Linked DNA regions of Capra hircus: region 2 is linked to region 1. A link is a contact called in public Hi-C data. All regions are on one chromosome and are shown on one strand. Each heading gives the region's core, a stretch centred on a gene start, on an enhancer-like site or on the middle of the called end of the contact. The rest is flanking DNA. Distances are from core to core; before and after follow the strand shown.

What was found. A called contact is a pair of places that touch in the nucleus more often than the background predicts.
Region 2: a Hi-C map of liver shows a contact between it and region 1, with 1.8 times the contacts expected there. The contact joins two enhancer-like sites.

The regions. Positions count from the first base shown.
Region 1 is chr4:17,185,192-17,190,482 of ARS1.2, forward strand. The region is part of intron 1 of HIPK2 (homeodomain-interacting protein kinase 2); the gene reads left to right. Among named protein-coding and RNA genes, the nearest start is that of HIPK2, 14 kb to the left of the region's middle. Within about 2 kb of position 3,295, at least 1 of the 5 cell types and tissues checked has an H3K27ac peak or open chromatin away from gene starts, as enhancers often do.
Region 2 is chr4:17,239,012-17,244,302 of ARS1.2, forward strand. It overlaps HIPK2 (homeodomain-interacting protein kinase 2), which reads left to right. Exons shown (of 15, transcript XM_018046876.1): 2 at 1-1,080. Among named protein-coding and RNA genes, the nearest start is that of HIPK2, 68 kb to the left of the region's middle. Within about 2 kb of position 2,595, at least 1 of the 5 cell types and tissues checked has an H3K27ac peak or open chromatin away from gene starts, as enhancers often do.

The sequences.
Region 1 (5,291 bases), core at 2,045-4,544:
GGGGCTCGGGAATTTGCATTTCTAATTGAGAACCCGATTTTAGAGGAATGCACTCAGAATGAGAAATCAGTGCATATTTAGAGTCCGATGGTAGTTGCTTTGATGGAGATTTGCCTTGGGTGGGTGGGAGTCAGAGAGGCCTGACAGGGCCTTACTGCAGCTCTGGCACCCTTCCTAGCTGAGACAGCCTCCAGCCTCCAGCCTGCCTGCCTCAACTCCGGGAGGGATGAGGCTCCATCTTTTCCAGGCCCCATCTGTACTCTCAGGGGCTACTTTCTCTTCTCTCCCCAGAGCTGGTCAGTCTGTAGTTCATCCAGTTTAGTGCTAGGAGCCCAGAACTGAATAGGCAGGAATGTCTCCCACTAACAATATATGATTATTATTAATTGACATAACGCTATGATTTTCTCCATTTACAGAAGAGGAAATCGTGGCTTACAGAGACTAACTAACCTGTCCAGGATCTCATAAGGCAGGGCTGGAGCCCTCCTGACACTGGAGTGTGTTCTTGGCTTGACCAGCCAGCCACCCAGCTCCACATGGGGCAGTGGGAGGGGTGCAACATTCAGCGGAGAGGATGCCCAATAGGAAGGATCTGGGATCCTTTTTGGAGCGGGGGCGGCCACGGTGGGGGCTGATGGTGCTGGAGCACGGAAGTCACAAATGCCCGTTCCCCCGCCCTACCCCCGCCCTGCTGTCCCGTTTGCCTCCTCTCCATCCATTAGGAAGAAATGAGATGGTGAGTGTCAAGCAAATGAGATGATATCAAGGTCTTAGTCTGGTAGCTGGTGCAGAGGAGGGTATAGTTCGGGGCAGCCAAGCCATGAGCCCATTTGAGCAGCTAAAACAGAGATCTGAGAATAACCTTACTGAGACCTCTAAGAAGAAAAGTTATGGAAAGATGATAACAGCTAATACTTACAGAGCCCTTGGAAGTTCCAGTTTTGTTCTCAGGCTTCAGTTCTGTTAAATCATTGTCACCTTGTAGTAATGCAGCAGCGTAGGTTATGTCCCCGCTGTGTTACACTCCAGAGGTAGTGGAAGGTTCAGCTGCTCCCAGGTGGCTGAGCTGAGGTTACCCCCATCCCCGGCTCCTCCTGCCCCCCAGTAGCCTGGACCCAGAGCCCCTGCCCCTATCCACTAGGCTCTAGCTGCAAAGCAGAAAGTCCTTCCAGTCCCTTCCTTGATAAGAGAAATTTGTAAATATGTTTGTTCTGCCCCCGAATATAAATGTTGTTTGTTTCAGTCAGAACCTGAATAAATGTTTTAAAATTTGAAATGCTGATTCCTTTTGGTCTTCTTGAAAGAGAAGGTGTTGGGCGCATAGAACAGTCAGGTCTGAAAGATAAGAGCAGTGGAAGGACCAGCTCTGCCATGTGTTAAGCCAAACCATAAAGCTTCAGATTTGGCACGAAACTTGACAGCCCCATCAGCGGGCAGAATAGGTGCTCCAGATTTAAGGCCCCGTTGTCTGTGAGCATTTAATAGATGACGAAGAAGTTTCCACGAAGCAGTCGGGAAAAGGAAACCTGATTTAGCAAATGGGGACGGGACCACGTGATAGCAATTTGAAAAGTCTCAACGGATGTTATCACCTCACATCATTATACCAACATAAATTCTGTGTGATTAAACTGTTAAATTCAACAAAAGTCTGTCGAGCGCATTCAGGAAGCCAGCGATTGCTCTAGGTGCTAGGGGTGCAGCAGTGAGTGAAACAGATGAGTGCCCCTACCCTGAAGCAGCCTGCATTTTCATGGAGAAAGGTAAAATATATCAATGGATTTTTTTTTAAAAAATCCATTTTTAAAGAAAGCTGGGAGGAAACAGAAGTGGTATTTATTAAACCTCCAGAGGGGTTGACATTTCTAAGTTTAGAATCTGTCAAAGAAATCACAGAGGAAAATATTGCTAGTTTTGTTAGTGTAACATTCCCCAGATGTTAAAGTTGTTTCTGGTTCTTCTATCCTGAATCATTTCTCAGTGTCACTCAGGGTAACATTAAGGGGTGTCTGGGTTTTAGGATCAGTTCTTCAAAGAAGCATTATTAGATCAAGGAGTATGACCATTACTCTGGTTAGATTAGATACAGATACTGGTTCTAGATACTTCCCTGGTGGCTCAGTGGTAAAGAATCTGCCTGCAGTGCAGGAGACGCAGGTTCGATTCCTGGGTGGGGAATATCCCCCTGGAGGATGAAATGGCAACCCACTCCAGTATTCTTGCCTGGAAAAGCCCATGGACAGAGAAGCCTGGCAGGCTACAGTCCATGAGGTCACAAAGAGTGGAACACGACTTAGCAACTAAACAACAAAGATACAGGCCACCAGGTTAACCTAATTTCCTCCTCTAAGTGTTTTTATATTAAACAAATCAAAGCACCTTGATAAAGATTAAAGTTCACCTGCCCACGAATTCAGGAAGGCGCAGAGTTCCTCCTGCTCTTGGGGGACCATAACTATCCCCGAGGGCTTTCACACACCACCTCTGTGTGTCAGTGACTCCCAAAGTTGTGTCTTTACCTAGACTCCTTTTTTTTTGTGCTCCAAAGTCACAAAGCCCACAATCTACACGACATCTCTATTTGGATGTCTCACAAGCATCTCAGACTTAACGTGTAAAAGAGAAAAATCTTGTTCAACCACCCGAAGTGTGTACTTCTCCCAGAAATCTTTATTTCCATAAACAACATCTTCTTCCACCCAGTAGTTCATATCAGAAACTGGAGAGTCATCCTCAACTTCATTTTACTTTATATTTAATCCATCACTGAATTGTATTGATTTTTGCCTCCCCAGTACAGCCACTCTTGTTTTTCACTGTGGTTACATTCTGTGAAGTCACTGCGGGTGCCACGTTAGGGGACGATGAACCACTGCCCCTAGGATTGGCTTTCTGTGAGTCTCTGGTCATATTTTCATCAGCCGATCACTGCAGAACCTTGTGTTTTATGTGTGTTTTTGTTGAATGACACCTTCTTTAATACACACTGTTGATTGATTAGCGTTGAACTTGCAGCCCACAGCACTATAACCCATGCTGGAATGAAGCTTAGCGAACACATGTATTTTTCTGTAAGACATGTCTCAGCCTGCTCACACTTAGAAACACTAGACACCCATTCATCATGATGCTTGGGGGTCATTTAAAAATCCCAAACAAAAAACACCCCCAAATGTGAAAAACGTGGTCCTAAATAGACCATGGAAAGTAAGCTCACTTATAGTATTGATGTAAGAGCTGAAGCAAGAAGTCAGAGCCCGACCTCGTTTGACCTCAGCTGGGAACACAGGCATCAGGCATCACGCAGCCCAGATTTTTCCTGGCAGTGTGTGCGTGCCCGGGGTGACTGTGAAAGCACCTGCCGAGGATTGATTTTGAAGTTACAAATAAATATTAGCGAGATTATGGAATCTGCAAATAGCGACTATCAGTTTTACACAGTGAACTTTGTCTTTCTCCACTGCCACCCTGCTAGTCCATCGGTCAGCAGACTTTCTCGAAAGGGCCACATAGCAGATATTTTAGGCCAAACGGCCTCTGTCACAGCTACTCGGCTCTGCCCTGATAGTGAAAGCCGTTGTAGACCATACGTAAATGAGCAGGCGGGGTGGTGTTCCAATAAAGCTCTGTTTACCCAAACCGGCTTTGGGCTGAATTCTGCCTTCAGGGTATAGTTTGGACCCCTGTAGCATCAACCAGCTTCCCAGGTGGCTCAGAGGGTAAAGAATCCGCCTGCATTGCAGGAGACGTGGGTTCTATCCCTGGGTCAGGAAGATCCCCTGGAGGAGGGCGTGGTGACCCACTCCACTATTCCTGCCTGGAGAATCCCATGGACGGAGGAGATGGGTGGGCTACAGTCCTTGGCATCACAGAGTCCAGCACGACTAAAGTGACTGACACGCACGCAGCCTCGTCTAATCCAGCTTCACATCTTCTCTGTACCGCCTCTCGACTTGTCCCACCCACCCAACCCCGCCATTCATTCTTGAGCTTCCAGCCAATCTCCACGTTGATTCTCAGTGTAGCTCAGATGTGACCGCTGTCCCGTTTGGGATGGCCAGCGGCTTCCCCTGACACTTGGAGTAAAATCCCAAATCCTGAGTCACATGGTTACCGTACAGCCCTTGTGGATTTCTGCAGCCTCACTTTAGGTGAGTCTTCCCTTTGCCCCTGGGTGACCATCCTCTGCTCCTTCCTGCTTCAGCACCTTTGCTCACAGTCTAATGTGGAAGGCTCGCCCACTCTCTGCCTGGCCAGCTCCCACTCACTCTGTAGTCACAACCGAAATGTCACTTCCTCCTGTAAAGTAAATGCCCCCTTTCTGATCTCAGGACACCCTGCTCTTTTTCTTCGTGGTGCTTGGCGTGTTCAGGCATCCATGTGTCTGGGTGTGTGTGTTTTCCACCTGCCTGCCCCATCAGACCACACAGTCTAGGAAGATAGAGCCTCAGCTGTCGTTTCTGTCTTCTCTGCTCGAGTCGCCTTCACATGCATTGTAGACACTTCCCAAGACTTGTTAAAGCAGCACACATGACTTTTGTTTGTACAGATCTTTGTATGAAGATCTTTCTTTGTATAGAAACCTGCAGAAGTCACCCTTCTAGAGCCTCTAGTGTATCTTCTCAATTTGAGAGTGATGATTAAAGAAAGTCGTTCTGATAGCGAGTCTGTCAGTGGGTGTGAATGTGTCTCTATTGTCAGAGGGTGACTCTGCCATCAGGCACACCTAATCCGTGGCTTTCTTCATGGGACTCAAGTGCTGTGTTCAGTCCTGCTGGTCTCCCTTTTCTCCGAAAGATATTTTGAACTTTGCTGGTAACGTTTTCACACGAGGGAAGTGAAAGTGAAATGTGCTTGACAAGGCATTTGTGGTACCCCTTTTGAACACTGACTTTAATTTCTTCTCTAAAAGCATCACCCCACCCCTCTCAGACCTTAAGTGGTATTAGTTTTTTCCCTGCTGCTGCTGCTGCTGCTAAGTCACTTCAGTCGTGTCCGACTCTGTGCGACCTTATAGACAGCAGCCCACCAGGCTCCCCTGTCCCTGGGATTCTCCAGGCAAGAACACTGGAGTGGGTTGCCATTTCCTTCTCCAATGCATGAAAGTGAAAAGTGAAAGTGAAGTCGCTCAGTCATGTCCAACTCTTCTCAACCCCATGGACTGTAGTCTACCAGGCTCCTCCATCCATGGGATGTTCCAGGCAAGAGTACTGGAGTGGGATGCCATTGCCTTATCCTACAGCATTGCTATAGTCTGGGGAAGAAATCTTTGATTTCTCAGAGAATTG
Region 2 (5,291 bases), core at 1,345-3,844, 53 kb after region 1:
GGCCTCACATGTGCAAGTTTTCTCCCCTCACACCCTTCAATCAAGTGCCTTCTGTAGCGTGAAGAAACTGAAAGTAGAGCCGAGTTCCAACTGGGACATGACCGGGTACGGCTCCCACAGCAAAGTGTACGGCCCGAGCAAGAACGCGCCACCGTCCCAGCCAGCCGCCGCGACCGTCAGCGCCTCCCTGCCCATCCCCAACCCCAGCCTCCCGTACGAGCAGACCATCATCTTCCCAGGAAGCACCGGGCACATCGTCGTGACCTCAGCCAGCAGCACTTCTGTCTCCGGGCCTGTCCTTGGCGGACCGCACAACCTCATGCGTCGCAGCACTGTGAGCCTTCTTGACACCTACCAAAAATGTGGACTCAAGCGGAAGAGTGAGGAGATCGAGAACACGAGCAGCGTGCAGATCATCGAGGAGCACCCGCCCATGATTCAGAACAATGCGAGCGGGGCCACCGTAGCCACTGCCACCACCTCGACTGCCACCTCCAAAAACAGCGGCTCCAACAGCGAGGGGGATTACCAGCTGGTCCAGCATGAGGTGCTGTGCTCCATGACCAACACGTACGAGGTCTTAGAGTTCCTGGGCCGAGGGACGTTCGGGCAAGTGGTCAAGTGCTGGAAACGGGGCACCAATGAGATTGTGGCCATCAAGATCCTGAAGAACCACCCATCGTACGCCCGCCAAGGTCAGATCGAGGTGAGCATCCTGGCCCGCCTGAGCACGGAGAGCGCCGACGACTACAACTTCGTCCGCGCCTACGAGTGCTTCCAGCACAAGAACCACACGTGCTTGGTGTTCGAGATGCTGGAGCAGAACCTCTATGACTTTCTGAAGCAGAACAAGTTCAGCCCGTTGCCCCTCAAGTACATTCGCCCGGTCCTCCAGCAGGTCGCCACCGCCCTGATGAAACTGAAAAGTCTAGGTCTTATCCATGCCGACCTCAAACCAGAGAACATCATGTTGGTAGATCCATCCAGACAGCCGTACAGGGTGAAGGTCATTGACTTCGGTTCTGCCAGTCACGTGTCCAAGGCTGTGTGCTCCACCTACCTACAGTCTAGATATTACAGGTAAGGCCATGTGCCCTGAGATAAGAGATTCTGAATGTCCAGCAGCACTCACAGAGCGTGTGCCGTGTTGGTCTCTGCCGGGGAGATAAAATTGCTGCTCTCAGTGGTCATGGTTTAGTCGGGAAATTAGGACATGTGCACTTGGAAACGATGATTAGAAGTCACGTGAAAACAGAGCCAAGTAAGATTCTTGGCGTAGATGTTCAGAGTTGGGAGGGATTCCTGGCAGGGTGGGGCTGGGGCTAAGAGCAAAGGCATGGCAGGGGAGTCAGGTTGTCATGGACGGATAGAATCCAGATGCAGGTGAAGGAGAGAGAGGGGCACACGTGATGAAGTCGCTCCAGCAAAATGCCCAGAAAGACTCACAGCAGACTGGAGGACTGCCCACCTGGCCAGAACAGAGGATCTGTGGTGGGTGGAAGAGCTGACCACAAGGATAAGCTGGCACTGGGATGCTGGGGTCTTAGCGACCAGACTGAGGGGTTGCAGTTGCGTCTGTAAACGTGGAGTAAGCACCAACGCATTTGCGCAGCAGAGGGTTATGGGATGAAAGTGATGCTCTGAGAAGGTGGTCCGATGTCCCTGTAGGAGGAGGAGGCCAAGGGGAGGGTCTGTAACCTGGGGACCAGGCCGCCTGCTCTGGTGATGGGAGAACTCCAGGCTTGGGGTCAGGAAGATGAAGGATTGTAACACCCTTGGTTGGAAAATGTGAAACTTCCATTCCTTCACTCAACAAAGATTTATTTCACTTCTGTCATGAGCTAGGCGCAGCTCTGGGGATGGGAACACACCCAGGCCAGCAGGGGCAAGGCCGTCACCATCCTGAAGTCTGTAGTATACAGCTTCCCACCCTTGGCGCCATGTCAAAGTCACCAGCAGGTGGATGGATCTTTAAAAGAAAACACCTGATTTAGGTCCCAGTCCCCACAAGCTGAACAGACGGCTCTAGGGGAGGTGTCCCGCACGGGTGATTGTCAGGGCTCTCCTGGGGCTCTCAGCACACAGCTGGGGTTGAGAGCCGCCGTTCAGGAGGGACCCAGATGAGAGCCCTGGCTCAGGTCAGGGAGGCCTCGTTGCTCTGCTCACTAAAGTGTGTGGCTGGGCTGGTTGCCTTGTTCCTGACCCGTAAACTGGGTGGGTCTGGGTACCAGCCGTGTGGGGCTGGTGGATGATGGAGCCAGGACATGGCTTGGGTGCTCAGCTCTGAGTCCAGCATGTGGTGGGCGCTCAGGGCTTGGATAGGAACAGGAACAAGTGAGTCTGTTCTGGGAGGTGGCCGTGGGCGGCGCTTGAGGGAATGTTTGAACGGTCCAAGACTCGTGGAGGTTGGCAAGAAACGAAACTAAAACCCAGGAGAGAATGGGGGCTGATGACACATTTAGGAGGTTGACACGTGGGTGGTGAAACCTGAATCCCTCGACTTCATCGTGCCCAGGCCCTGTGGGCCCGGCCCCGAAGGGTGCACACGCTTTCCACTCACCCCTCCGTCCTGGCCACGGAGGAGATGAGTGTGTCTGAGCCACGTGGGCACAGCCAGCCCATCAACCCATTCTGAGGCCGTCCTGGCGCCTCCCCACCTTGTCTGCCCACCCCTCCACCTGGCCAGGTCTGCACAGGTGCCCTTACCCCAGGGTCTCCTGACCCAGCCCGGCCCTCACCCTTGGGTCTCCATCCATGACCTCATGCCCCACGCCCTGGATGGTCTGTGGCCAGGAGACAGGCATCCCCATGGTCCCCCACCTCCCTCATCTCAGTCCTGAATCAAACAGGATTGCAAGCCATTCCACCTGTTCCATCCACCACCATCCCCCCATCCCTTCTTGAGCATCCAGGAAGGAGCCTCATGTCCATGTCCCCTGGGTTTCTGGAGAGGTGGATCTATATTGCTCAGCCGGTTCCTCTCCACTCACCTGCTTCTTAAGATTCTGTGGTCAGCTGTTGAACCCTCAGCCCTGGAGCCAGGCAAAGAAGGAGGCTGTGAGCCTGGTGCCGTGGCCGCCACGGAAGGGAGCCTGGGCTTGCAGACCCCAGGGGAGGGCGTGAGGAGGTGGTTGGGCAGGGCTGGGATGGCAGGCATTCTCTTGAAAGTGCCCTTCTGTCAACGTGCGGTCTGGGTGGCATCATGTAGGCTCACCCACCCGTCTGAGGGATAGTCAGCGCTGTGGCCAGCTCCCCGCTGGCACTTGGGGGTGCCAGACCAGCATGCCAGAGGCCACTTATTCCTGGGTCTTGGCCTGAATTTAGGGTGAACTGCAGCAGGGTCAAGATGCTCAGGCTTTTATTATTTTGATAACTTGATGCCATTTAGTGAAGAATACTGGCTTCATTCATGTTTACTAAAAATCAAGCACAGCAATCCTCAATGCTTAGTCCTCAGTCGTGTCCAACTCTTTGCCACACCATGGACTGTAGCCCACCAGACTCCTCTGTCCGTGGGGTTTTTCAGGGAAGAATACTAGAGTGGACTGCCATTACCTTCTCCAGGGGATCTTCCCGACCCAGACGCTCCGCTGGTGACTCAGTGGTGAAGAATCCACCTGCCCGTGCAGGAGATGCAGGAGAATTGCAGGAGAATCGGGGTCGGTTCCTGGGTTGGGAAAATGGACAGAGGAGTCTGCTGGGCTACGTACAGTCCATGGGGTTGCCAAGACTTAGATATGACTTAGTGACTAAACAACAACATTCTTAACGTAGATCTTAGTAACCTCAGCATACCTTTTTTCTTTCCTTATTAAATGGAGAACTTTCACCTTTTCACTTAAAAGAAGCTCTTTACAACTTCTCTTTGGTATCTGAATTCCCAGCATCACTCCTTTTGCGCTTTGGGGCTGTTACTAAGTAAAATAAGGTCTACTTGAACATAGGCACTGCCGTATCACAGTCAGTCTGATCGTCGAGTTGGCTACCAGGAGATTCTACTGGGGGCTCACAGGCAGAACATGCTGAGCGAAGGGAAGATTCCCGTCCTGGCTGGGATAGAATGAAACTTGATGAGATATTATCACGCTCCTCATAACAGCAAGCAATTTAAAACTTAAGAATTGTTCATTTCTGGAATTTTTCACTTAATGTTTTTGGATTGAGCTTGACTCTGATTAAGGGGGAGGGACTACTGCATTTGATTCTATATTGATACCAGTTATTTTTCTTTTTTTCTTGGAGCAAGCAGTAAGTTGATGGTTGGATATTTCCACTGTCAGTGTGACCAGCAGACTGAAAATAAGACTAAATATTAAGCTCTACCCAGGAAAAACAAAAAGACATTCCATTCAGGCAGGAGATAGTGATTAAAATGTGTGAATTTTTGTTTGTTTCTGCTCCAAGCTGTTCAAAATACTCTTGTCTAGATTTCATTTGAAATACTTGAGACTCTTACCAGACCAAAGAAGTAGGAGGGGTATGCATGAAAACTTAGGACATAAAAAATGGCCAGTAATCTCCTTCAGAATAATCCAGCCTTTTTTGCCTGGTTCAAAAGGTTTCAGACACTATCTTCAAATTGGGGGTGGAGATATATTTTAATTCGGTTCAACTCATCACATGTTCATTGGGTGTCCTGTGGTGGATGTACTGAAGGGTGGGAGAGATAAGACACAAGATTTCCAATCTGGAGGAGTTTATGGTTTCTCTGAGGAGATTAAAAGACACAAGCAGATTGCCTGGAGTGTAATTCTGATACTTTGATATTGCAAATGTTTGATCACTCAGCAGATACTCATTGAGACTCTAGGGAACCCGTGATGAGAAAAACCAATAAAAGAGATTCAAAGTCAATGAAAGATTTTGCAAGATGGGTTAATAGGGAAGATTTAGAGAGCACAGCTATATACTGAAGGACGGTTGAGGTCTGTCTTAAAGGAAATGTGAGGTGGGGGTGGGGGGCAGCCTGAGAGGCACGGAGACTGGAATAAATAAGGGAATATGGTGGGGGTGGGGAAACGACATGAGATCTGCAAGTAGTTGGAGGCCTGGGTTGGAAAGGAAGGGTTAGGTGAGAGAGGCCAGACAGTGGAGAATTTTGATTGAGGCTTCAGGGGCTTGGATTTAACAAAGGAATAATTCAGTGACATTAAGAATATTAGTGAAGTTTATCCATTGAAATGGCAGGAAAACGTTTGGGAGAACGCAGAGGCTAGGAGACAACAGTAGTTATTCATGAATAAAGGGAAGAGGCCATAGATTATAATGGGGATTCCCCCACCCCCAGCAGT